2 separate regions of the Gossypium arboreum genome follow, and region 1 is linked to region 2. A link is a contact called in public Hi-C data. All regions are on one chromosome and are shown on one strand. Each heading gives the region's core, a stretch centred on a gene start, on an enhancer-like site or on the middle of the called end of the contact. The rest is flanking DNA. Distances are from core to core; before and after follow the strand shown. Region 1 holds the start of LOC108468982. Region 2 holds the start of LOC108470240.

What was found. A called contact is a pair of places that touch in the nucleus more often than the background predicts.
Region 1: a contact with region 2 is called in a Hi-C map of leaf, with 1.9 times the contacts expected there. The contact joins the promoter of LOC108468982 here to the promoter of LOC108470240 in region 2. A contact is called at or near these places in 2 of 5 Hi-C or Micro-C datasets (both in leaf).

Annotation. Positions count from the first base shown.
Region 1 is chr8:25,129,028-25,134,674 of ASM2569848v2, forward strand. LOC108468982 reads left to right here and starts at 1,888. Exons shown (of 3, transcript XM_017769851.2): 1 at 1,888-2,167; 2 at 2,268-2,479; 3 at 3,078-3,615. The coding sequence starts at 1,963. The coding sequence ends at 3,443.
Region 2 is chr8:24,967,004-24,972,516 of ASM2569848v2, forward strand. It overlaps LOC108470240, which reads left to right and starts at 2,051. Exons shown (of 4, transcript XM_017771526.2): 1 at 2,051-2,432; 2 at 2,515-2,661; 3 at 3,497-4,483; 4 at 4,568-5,041. The coding sequence starts at 2,148. The coding sequence ends at 3,640. LOC108470239 (shaggy-related protein kinase theta-like) reads right to left here. Exons shown (of 14, transcript XM_053031622.1): 10 at 5,086-5,136; 11 at 4,897-4,992; 12 at 4,731-4,814; 13 at 4,355-4,457; 14 at 3,811-4,280. The coding sequence ends at 4,219.

The DNA.
Region 1 (5,647 bases), core at 638-3,137, 160 kb after region 2:
TTTAGTCATTAAAATTTTTGAAATTAAATACTTTAGTCACTCTGAGCTGATGTGGGTTTTTTTATTGGTCTAATAACAAAATTAGCGCTCTAATGCTACATATTCTATAAATTTGATCCCAAATATAAAAAAATTCAACAAATTTGGCCCTCAATATTTACAAAATTTTTCATTTTAGTTCTATTATAAAAAAATAATAAATTTGGCCTTCAACATTTACAAAATTTATCAATTTAGTCCTAACTCTAAAAATTTTTAAAATATTATTTTACAAAAAAATCATTTTTAGCCATTCATAACCCATCGATTAACCCAAGTGAAATTTTAAAATAAGAAAAAAACAACCCTCTTTCAAGTCACTTGCAACATTTTTTTTTACTATACTTTAGGTTTCACACTGAACCAAACCAATTGATTTGGAACCTATCTAAAATAATTGATTGCATTACTACCCGAACAAATAACATTTTTAATGACCTTATTTTCTTTTGGATCTTAATTTTTTTTTGTGTGTTTTATCCTAACTTTTTAGAGTTTTTTTGCAAGTGACTTGAAAGAAGATATTTTTGTCTTATTTTATTATCTCACATGGGTTAGCTATAGAGATGACAAAAAAAAATCTGAATCCAACGGGTTCCAAGTCGATCTGACCCAAGAGGGTCGATTTTTTATTGAAGTTGGGGGTTGAGGAGGGTTAATTTTTAAAAATAGTCGGGTCGGGTTTAGAATGAAACCGCCCACCCTGCCTTGAGATATTTACGAAATTTTACTCTATACATATGTGATATTAATTAATTTAAAAATTCCTAAAATTTATCACTACTAGTCTCATTCTACCTCCTCTATGCTAGTCCACTTTCACCCTGTAAGGTTATTTCCTCCATTTTCTATCTTCTTAATTTAATAATTTATTAAAGGAATATTCCTTGCTTCTTTTTCTTTTCTGCTGTAATCACGTGTGTAAATGTACATTAACACACAACTCCAAAGATAAATCATTAAGCAAATCTAATTAGAAATGGTTGCAAAACCTTTCATTTTTAAAAAAAAAATAATTAATCACAATTTTAGAAGAAGTTTAAAAATAATAAAATTAAACTCGGGTTGGGTCGGATCGAAGTTGGGTATATTATTAAATTTTAAGTTTGGGTTCAGAGCGGGTTAAATTTTTTGAAGTCGGGGTCAAGTTGGTATCGAAGCATGAAACTAAAGCATCAGGTTGGATTGGATTGGGCAAAAAACCACCTTGTCCTGCCCCATTGCCATCACTAGTTAGCTGATGGGTTATAAAGGGCTAAAAATGATTTTTTTTAAATATCTTTTAAATTTTTAGAGTTAGGACTAAATTGACAGATTTTGTAAATATTGGGAATAAATTTATTGATTTTTTAGAATTTGAACTAAAATGATAAATTTTGTAAATATTGAAGGCTAAATTTGTTGAATTATTTTATATTTAGTATCAAATTGATAGAATATGTAAATATAAGAGGGCTAATTTTGTTAACAGACCAATAAAAAAAGCACACATTAGCTCAAAGTGAATAAGATACTTAATCCCAAAAAATTTAGAGACTAAATTGAAAAATTAATAATTGAATGATCAAAATAGAACAAAAAAAATTGGGTGACCCTTTTATAATTTAGTCAAAGTTAATTTTCACCATGTCTGATATTAGAAAATATTAACCGAGAGTATAAGAAATAATTTAATCATTTTTCTAATTGAGAAGCCAAATGCAATTCGTCCGGGTCCTTTTATCGAGGGAAAGATATATAGTTGTATAATAAAGTCATCATTTTAACCACATGTCCGTCGTCTTTACATGCATGAATACACGTATACCAGCACTTGCTCATCAATTGTTTACCCTTCCCATAATAAAAGTCAAACCATCTTGTTTTTTACATTAATGGGGTGGGTGAAAGGAGATAAAATTAGTTTCAACAGTAAAAAAGAAAATGAGGGAATCCGATGATATAGCAGTGGACACCAACAGCAGTACTCCACTGCTTGAAGAATCAGAGGTTAAAGATAAAAAAGAAGTAAGTGGAATGGAGCAGTGGAGAGGAGAGATTGTTAAGAGCATCGTATATGCGGGCCTTGAAGCCGTTTTCACTTGCTTCTCTCTCATTTCCTCCGTATCTGCTACCAATCTCTCATCAGGTTAGCACCATAAAGATATATATTATCATGCATGGCCTCATTAACGAGAGCTATCTTTGCTTTTTTTCCTTTTTCTAAAACTGTAAAAAATTATTTGCAGTGGAGGTGTTGGCGCTGGGCATTGCGAACCTCGTTGCAGATGGGATATCGTCGAGCCTTGGGGATTTTTTGTCTTCCAGCACCAAGGAAGGCTTAGCTATCAAGGAAATGGCGGTGACTCAATGGGAGTTAAATAACCATAGAAAGGACCAAGAAGAGCAGCTCCTTCAACAGTACCAAAGCCTTGGCATGGACCTTATCGACTCTAACATGGTATACCACTATAAACCCATTCATTTAATTTAACTACTTCTTTGTCTTTTAGTTCTCCCCCTTACTTTTTGCGCATTTTAAATTTAGTTTTTCTATTTTTAATTCAAAATATTATTTATCTTTGAATTGATTTAGTCCTTTTTGTATATATCTTTGGGATGGGAAGTTATTATGCTCCACAACATAATAATCTTGCAACTAGGCTGGTTAACCAAGCCAGTCAATTTTTATTATTTTGATCTAATAAATTAAGTCTGATAATCCCTTTTTAAACTAGAAATTTTACTCACATCACTAATATAATTATAATCTTACACATGCAAATGCTTAAATAAGCATATAAAGTTATTGAATCGGGTTGTAAAAATCTCAATTATGTATTTAGTTGTTAATGTTCTTACATGGTTTTCATTTTAAATATTGACTAAATTTTTATATTTTGAAATTTTAACATAAATCTTTTGAGGTTTTATTTATTTGTTAAAATTTGAAATTAGAAGCAGAAGGATTAAATTTTAGATTTGCAAAGATTCCCTGAATATGGCGCTTCATGCAAAAATACAAGAAAAATGTTAACCTAGTGTTAAATTTATGCAAGGTGGTGAATATATTCGCCAAGTACAATGACATTCTGAGAGACCAAAAAATGACAGCCCAGAAAGGGGTGATGCCGCCCGACCAAGGAGGAGAGAAGCCGTGGAAGAACGGCGTCGTAGCTTTTCTGACTTTCGTGGGTTTTGGCGCTGCACCGCTCTTATCTTTCGTCGTCCTCAAGCCATTCACGGACAATGAGTTGGTCATGTTTATTGGAGCATGCTTCATGTCTGCCATTGCACTTACCTTTCTGGGTATAGCCAAGGCCAAGATTTGTGGGAAAAGGAACTACGTACGGTCGGTGGGTTTTGTGCTTTTAAACGGCGCCGTCGCTGCTTCAGCTGCTTATTTCCTTGGATGGATGTTTTGATGAATTTAGAAGAGAAGTCAGAAACAATATGGAACAGAACTTAGAGACATGGAGAAGATGGAAGCTAATATAAGTTAAGAGTTATATATATATATGAATTTTGTATAACCCACATGTTGAATGTGGAAACTTGTAGAAACATATATATACGGATATATCAGACATTTTTAAACGGATATGGCATTGAGAGTGCGTGAGTATGAACAGCCACCTGATTAGTCAATGAAAGGAAGAATGGAAAAAGGTAATAGGAAAAGCCACCTGATTAGTCAATGAAAGGAAGAATGGAAAAAGGTAATAGGAAAGCGAAGGAGAAATGAATCTGAAATTAGATGAAACCAATTTCTTTAGAACTTTACGAATGAATTGCATAATCTTCATTTTCTGCTTAATTACATACTTATATTAGTACACTCTTTTGGTAAAAGAAATGCTAACAACCAAAACTAACTTGCAGTTTAGTTATACTTTAACATTCACCGACAAACAATGATGCAGATTTCGAAAATGAGCAAACAATGATGCAGACAACGACTTTGTGAGAACATCAGTAACCAAAAGAAGGAACTATCAGCCACAAGTTCAACATGTTTGACATGTTTGAATTTAGGGTGTAAAACTATCACACCAAATAGTAGGAATATCAACGAAACAAAAATTCAGTTCTCGTTTTCAGTTCTTGTAACAACAAGATTATCCACATGACATTGGATGTTGCAGCAGCTAATCCTCAGTGGAACGAGACACAACTTGTTATTTCTTCGAGCACCATGAAATAGGATTGTCACCAAAGTAAATACAATAACTGGTGGTGGATCGTAGATCATTAAAATCTAATCCCCAGTTAGCATCAGCATAGCCGACCAACGATAGTCAGGTAGAAGGGCAAAACATCAGCCCATGATCAACAATACCACAGAGATAATGTAAAACTCGTTTTAAAGCAATCATATGAGTGTCTGTCGGGACATGCATGAATTGACAAATGCGGTTAACATTATAAGCAATATCAAGTCGTGTTAGAACAACATATTGTAAGGCACCAACAAGACTCCTATATTCAGTAGGATTAGTAAATAGACTTCCATCATGTTTAGATAAAGTGGAAGAACTAGCCATAAGGGTATGTACTGCTTTGGCATTAGTCAAAGAGCCTAGTAAAGAAGGTCGAGGACATACTTACGCTGACACAGAAAAAGGTTCCCAGTAGCAGTACGGGTAACCTCAACCCCCAAAAAATAATACAGATCTCTCATGTCTTTAAAAGAGAACTCATTGTGAAGTTGTCACACAAACATATCAATATATTTAGAGGAATCTCCCGTAATGATAATATCATCCACATAGACTAATACATACATAGTTTTCTTGCCAATAACACGGATAAACAGAAAGGCATATATATCGTAATGAGAGAAGAAACTTCTTTAGCTTATCAGACTAAGCTAGTGGAGCTTGCCCCAACCCATATAAAACTTTTCTTAATCGACACATAAGTGGTTTGCCATTATCATCATATCGTACATACCCTGGAGGTTGTTGCATATAAACCTCTTTAATAAGATTGCCATTGAGAAAGACATTGTTAACATCAACCTGTCGAAGTTACTAGCTTTTGGATACTGCAATAGACAGAATAATCCGAATAGTATCTGGTTTGACGACCGGACTCAACGTTTCTCTAAAATCACACCCTGGTACCTGAGAACACCCTTTAGCAACTAAACGACCTTTACGTCGAGCCACAGTACCATCAGTATTCTTTTTGACCTTAAATAACCACTTACAATCAATTGCCTTTCTTCCAAGTGGTAAAAATACTAACTCCTAAGTGCGATTCCGAATCAATGTGTCATACTCAGCCTGAGCCGTTTCCTTCTATTCCTCATAAGCAAAGCTTCATTAATTGTGTGTGGCTCACAATCAGAAATTTCTACAGTTAAGACTATAGGTTTAAAAATGCCTACTTTGGAGCGCGTAACCATATGATGAATATTACCAAATGGCAGAGGTGTGGGGGCAACAGTAGGAGTGACCGAACTGGATCTGGCAGTATTTAAGAAGAAAGGGCCCCTATGAGGATGCAAATCTTCTGTCAAATAAGCTAAGTTTGTAGTAGCACCGACTGGTGTATCACGGGAGAAAACCACATCACATGAAAAATCTCAGGACAGCCATTAGAGATTACAATAGATGAGGACAAA
Region 2 (5,513 bases), core at 801-3,300:
GCTTGAGGTGTTGGGCCCGGTGATTGTGTAGACACTGTTGATGGGTCCACCCCGTCATCCATTCTCCTTGAATTTAAAAGGTCTTATCGTTCCCTTTCGACACGGATTTACCGATGCCTCTGCTCTTTCGAGAGTAAATATTGCTTGCCATAGATCCTAAACCATAGCATGTAATCCGACGCACATGTTAACTCTGGAACGATGATCGGTTCGCGAGTAGGTATATGATCATACTGATTTTCCCATATTTCGATATATTCCGAGAAGAATGGTGACCAATGCGTATTCGTTTGCAGTAAGTTGATTTTGTGCTCATCATCGAGTGTCTCAGGTGTCATGGGAATCGGTTGTTGGAATCCAAATTGTCGCAACACTCTATCCGTCTGGTGCATTTTGATAGTAGCATAGTTGATCAATGAGACCTTAACATGCCAAATATTTGGATTTTGAAAGAATTCATCTAGAATTACTGCCCGAATTGCCAGATCCTCGTATGGTGTCCATTGAAACTATATGAACGTGATAAAAATATTAGTTATATACATAATACTAAATACTAAATACTAAATACTAAATATTAAATACAAAACGACTATGTTAAGTATATATATTTCATTTAATACTTACATGTGCTTCCGACCGTTGGTCTAATAGAAGCCGTATATCTTCAAGAGTGGTAGGTATTCCAATATAACTCGCTGAATGGTTCTACCTAATTAAATAAATTTTTAGCATAAAATTATATTTTAAATTTATGTAATCATTGTAAAATCTAATATAAATTTTACCTCATTATGAGTGAGAATGTACATGGGTGGTTCACTCGAGGGCATAAAAATGAAAAGCGAAACTGAGCCTATGATTGTTGTAGTGATAGGCAACCTCTAATTTTGGCTTTATTTGGTTTTGTCGCCCCGCACATCTTCCAGTACAATGTTTCCAACACGGCAGACCCCCAACTAAGTTCACCAACTGCTCTAAAATCAATGAGTTTCAGCAGCCACCTCAGATGTACAAGGTTTCGTGACAAGTCCAGCTTCAGATAACCTCCAATGATCTCAAGGATGTATGCCCAAGCATATCGTATTCTTTCTACTTCAGTCGAATCATCCCCCAGCTTCGGGAATGTGTCTCATAACCAGCCCATCTCGACCTGACTTCTGTAAATATTATCCGGAATCGTACCCAAAAGATTATAGCATATGGCTCCCTAGTTAGCAAATTGAGTGGACTCGGTGAATACGACCCATCCACCGGCAATCGTAATTGTAACTACACGTCCTCCAAAGTGATGGTACACTCCCTGCATGGAAGATGGAATATGTGCATCTTGGGTCTCCACCTCTCTGTGAACGCGCTAATGAGTTTCAAGTCCAACTTGTACCCCTAGTCTATATTGGCCATGTGCCAAAAACTCGCTTCCTTCAAGTACCAGACATATTACGAATGTAACATTGTAACACCTGATCTACAGATTGTTATAAAAAATTATAAAATAAAAATTAATTAATATTGCATAAATGAAAAAAAAATATTAAATAATATTCAAAAATTGAAATTAACCCTTACCATTTTTATTTGTTCGACAGAGATATGTTTATGATCAAGACGGATTAATTTCCCGGTCATTGCTAACACGATCAAATATCTTAGAAATGATAAAAAAATACTAATTTAAAAAAAATTAAAGGAAATAGTTAATTAAAGAGAGCTTTGAGAAACTTAGAGAGAAATTTGATAGCTTTTTTGACAATTTTCAAAGAAATATTTGTGTGAAAAAAATACGAGGGGGTTTATAGTGTTTTTTTTTTATCGTTAGACCCTCAACAATAAAAAATTTAAATGATCGTTGAGGGTAAAAAATACGCTAAAAAACGTCCTTAGAGAAACGCTTTTACCATATTAATAAATGCGTCTATGTCAATATATTTTTTGTTGATACGACAAAAACACTTTTTTTAAAGACGCTTTTTAATATTTTTGTCCAGTCTGATAAATAATAAATAAAGGCACCATTTCCAAATAAAGTTGGAAATGGGACTTTCTTAGTAAAATGGTAAAAAATTTGAGGCTTTTTACTGAAAAAAAGAATAAGAAAAAAATAGTGAGGTTACAGTCATTCTACACTGAAGTCGAGATAGAGAGATATGGCAAACCCCTCTTCCAAAGCTACAGTTCCTGTTCCCCGGAAGCTCCAAACGTCATCATCTTCACCTGGTGGGGCTGCTACCTCCACCAAATCCGATGACGGAGCTAACCCCTACGAGCCTCGAGTTATGGGTTTCTTTAAAAGGGTAGGAATGCACGATCCCAATGTAGAAAACTACAGTTCCAGAGACTTCTACTCCAATCTATTATGCAACACCCTCAAGACCCACACTGTCCGACGTGGCCACGTCACCTGCTTGGCCACCGTCACACCCGCTGTCGCCGTAATTCTTTGTTTTGAACTTGTTATCGTTTTTATCTGAATTATTATAACAACTATTCCTCTCAGTTTGTTTTGGGTTGCAGAATTATTTTGGTGGGTTACATGGAGGGGCCGTTGCGGCGATAGCGGAAAGGGTGGCGATTGCGACGAGTAGGACGGTGGTCGGTGTGGATAAGGAAATTTTCCTTGTTGATTTGGGGATATCTTATCTCTCTGCTGCTCCGAAAGATGTGAGCTCTTTTGGATTTTTGATATCTCATTTTTGGTTAAATCCCAAATTATAGTATAGTATTGATTCAAATTTCAGATTTTGTCTCAGTTTTGAACCTGTTTCTTTTTCCCTTTTTAGTTATGTTGAGAAAGATTTGGCTGGAAAAGATAGGATTATATGCATGGAATCATAGGGAGATTGCAACTTGCAACCGTGACCTTGCTCAATTTTCATAACATTGTTAATATTCTCCTCCTAATTCTCTAGTGATGACCAAAGTCGTTCTAGAATGTCTTTAAGAGAACGTTGATTTTTTTTTGAACCTCTGGTATCTATTGGATTTCAATTAAATTTGGAGTCAAAAGTGGAATTGATATAGGTTGCTTTTGTCAAATTGCTTTGCATGATCCTCCCTTGTCCTCTCATTTAAACATTATGCCTTAGGTAAATTCTACCTTTGATATAGGTTAGACTCTAAATTGGTTTGTAACTTCCAAAACTCTAATTCTAGTTTGGACGTTAGATACCAGTTTAGATAACATGAAACATATTGATCCAATTTTATACACGTGTATATCTACTACATTTAAACCTTGGATTTGACAATGTTTAAAAAGAGACATGTTAGAGCCAAGCAGTCTATGAGATAGGTATAGACGTGCTTAATGCGTTTTGAATATACTCCGTCTAACATCGGAATTGATGGCTACCTGATTGATACTTGGAGGAGGAGACTTTTAGTGTAATTAATACGTCTCAGAAAATAACTAGCTTTGTATGATCTAGTCTTGTTCTTTTGCATGCTTGATTACAGTCTTCCTTGGGATGTACGTAAACCACTATTCAATATGCAGGCAGAGCTGATTGTTGATGGAGCTGTAGTGAAAAGTGGAAGGAATATAACTGCAGTTTCTATTGAATTCAAGATGAAGAAAACTGGGAAACTGCTCTTTACTTCTCGTGCTACCTTCCATAATTCACCCCTTGCCAAGTTATGAAATTCCCAAAACAATATTATGCCCTTATTATCTCAATTTCCAACTCATTTTTCTCAATAAAAATGTGAAGTAGACAAAGTGATCCTAGGATTCCATGAGATCATTCTTGTGCTTATAAATGTAATGTTTTATCTTCAAATCAACACAACTCTTTTGCCACTAAACCGGCGTTTATTTAATGTAACGAAGTAATTTATTATTGATATAGTTCATAAATTAGCTACAGTGAAAAAAATCACCGGAAAACAAAACGTGGATTACATGGACACTTTGCATCTCTGTAGTAGTAGGAAAATTATACAATGTAATAAGTTCTAAATCTTCTGTTTTGAAAATTTAGGCTTTTGAATCATGAATGCTAATAATAAACTACTAGATGTGGCAGCCAAAGCCCGTACAAATGAGAAAAAGAACTCAAAAACCTATTTGGCAAAGCAGTTCTTCTATATCTCATCACCAGCGTATCCATTTATAGGGAATATGGGTATCCTGTGGGTGCTTGGCTTGATAGGTGGTGTGGCAACTAAGCATCCAAAACCAATTTACAGTTTGACTATAGATGCTGGTCTCATATGATCTTATGTCCTTGCGTGTTCCGGAATAAGACGTTGACGTAGTTCGGGAGATGCACCAGCCAATTCTGCAGTTGAAATGTGTAATTTGAGAAGTCAGAACAGGTATAAAATGCAAAAACAATTAACCTACCTAGCTTACCTTGAGCCGTGAAATCGAATAGAGGAGGTAGAGCTCGCCCATTAGGCAAACATGCAGTGGGGTCTCTCAAATCATCAAAGAAAGGGTGTGCACAAGCCTCAATCTGAAAACCAGGAAGTGAAGATGGAGGTAAGAGTTTGCAAAAGAACATGAAACTATTTTAATCCGTTACGACTGCATGAAACTATTTTAATCCGTTACGACGGCTTGCAGTTGGTTGCTACCATTCGAAATAGAGTGCTTAAGCTACAACTTGGTCATAAAGGTGGGTTGGGGGATAACCACACAACTGTTGTTCCCTATCAAGATTCAAGTCAATAAACAAAAATGGATATGCAGCTGAAAACAACAATGATACATGATGTGAAATACTTACAGCGGTGCAACGTAAGTTTGGCGAATACTGAAGCAGCCTTGACACAAGATCCAATGCTTCAGGAGGTATTTTCCGGTTAAATATCTAAAAATTGTAACTTGAGTTAGATATCCACTATTATTGCACAACATATATGGATAATTAGAAGACGATCCAATAAGCACACCTTATGCCATGGATGAGCTTTGATCTGAGGGAATTTGAACTCTGTATATTTTGGATTCATACATTTGATTTCTTCCCTAGTGGGAGTTCCCAATTTCTGATATGATAAAGCAAAATGAAGTGAAAAAATTAAAAAGCAGATAAAATGCAAAGTAAAACTACGAGTAACAAAAAAGCCATAGATGTGCACCTTTATGATTTCCACTAGCTGATCAACGCCACTTTCACCAGGAAACAATGGCTGCAAATGGTGTATAACCCAGTATGCTTTAGAAAATAACATCTATCTACTACAAAGTACTAATGCATAGAACAGTTTTCTAGAAGATATGAGTTTAACACACTACAAATGGATGCCTTGGAGAAGAAGACAAAAGGAGGCAGATGGTAGATAGATGAAAGAATAATGTTGTAAAACCTGTTTCGATGAAGGACTTCAGGATGCCAAAGCCCTCTATATCTTACAGAGAAATGACAAGGGCTCAAAAAGTGACTGCATAAAAAGATGGTGCAGAAAGAGATGCAAAGGAGAATATAACAATGTTGAAATGCAGACACATTGTGAATGTCAATGAAACCAGCAGATTTGAAATACATTGAAAGTAGAACCACGCAAGC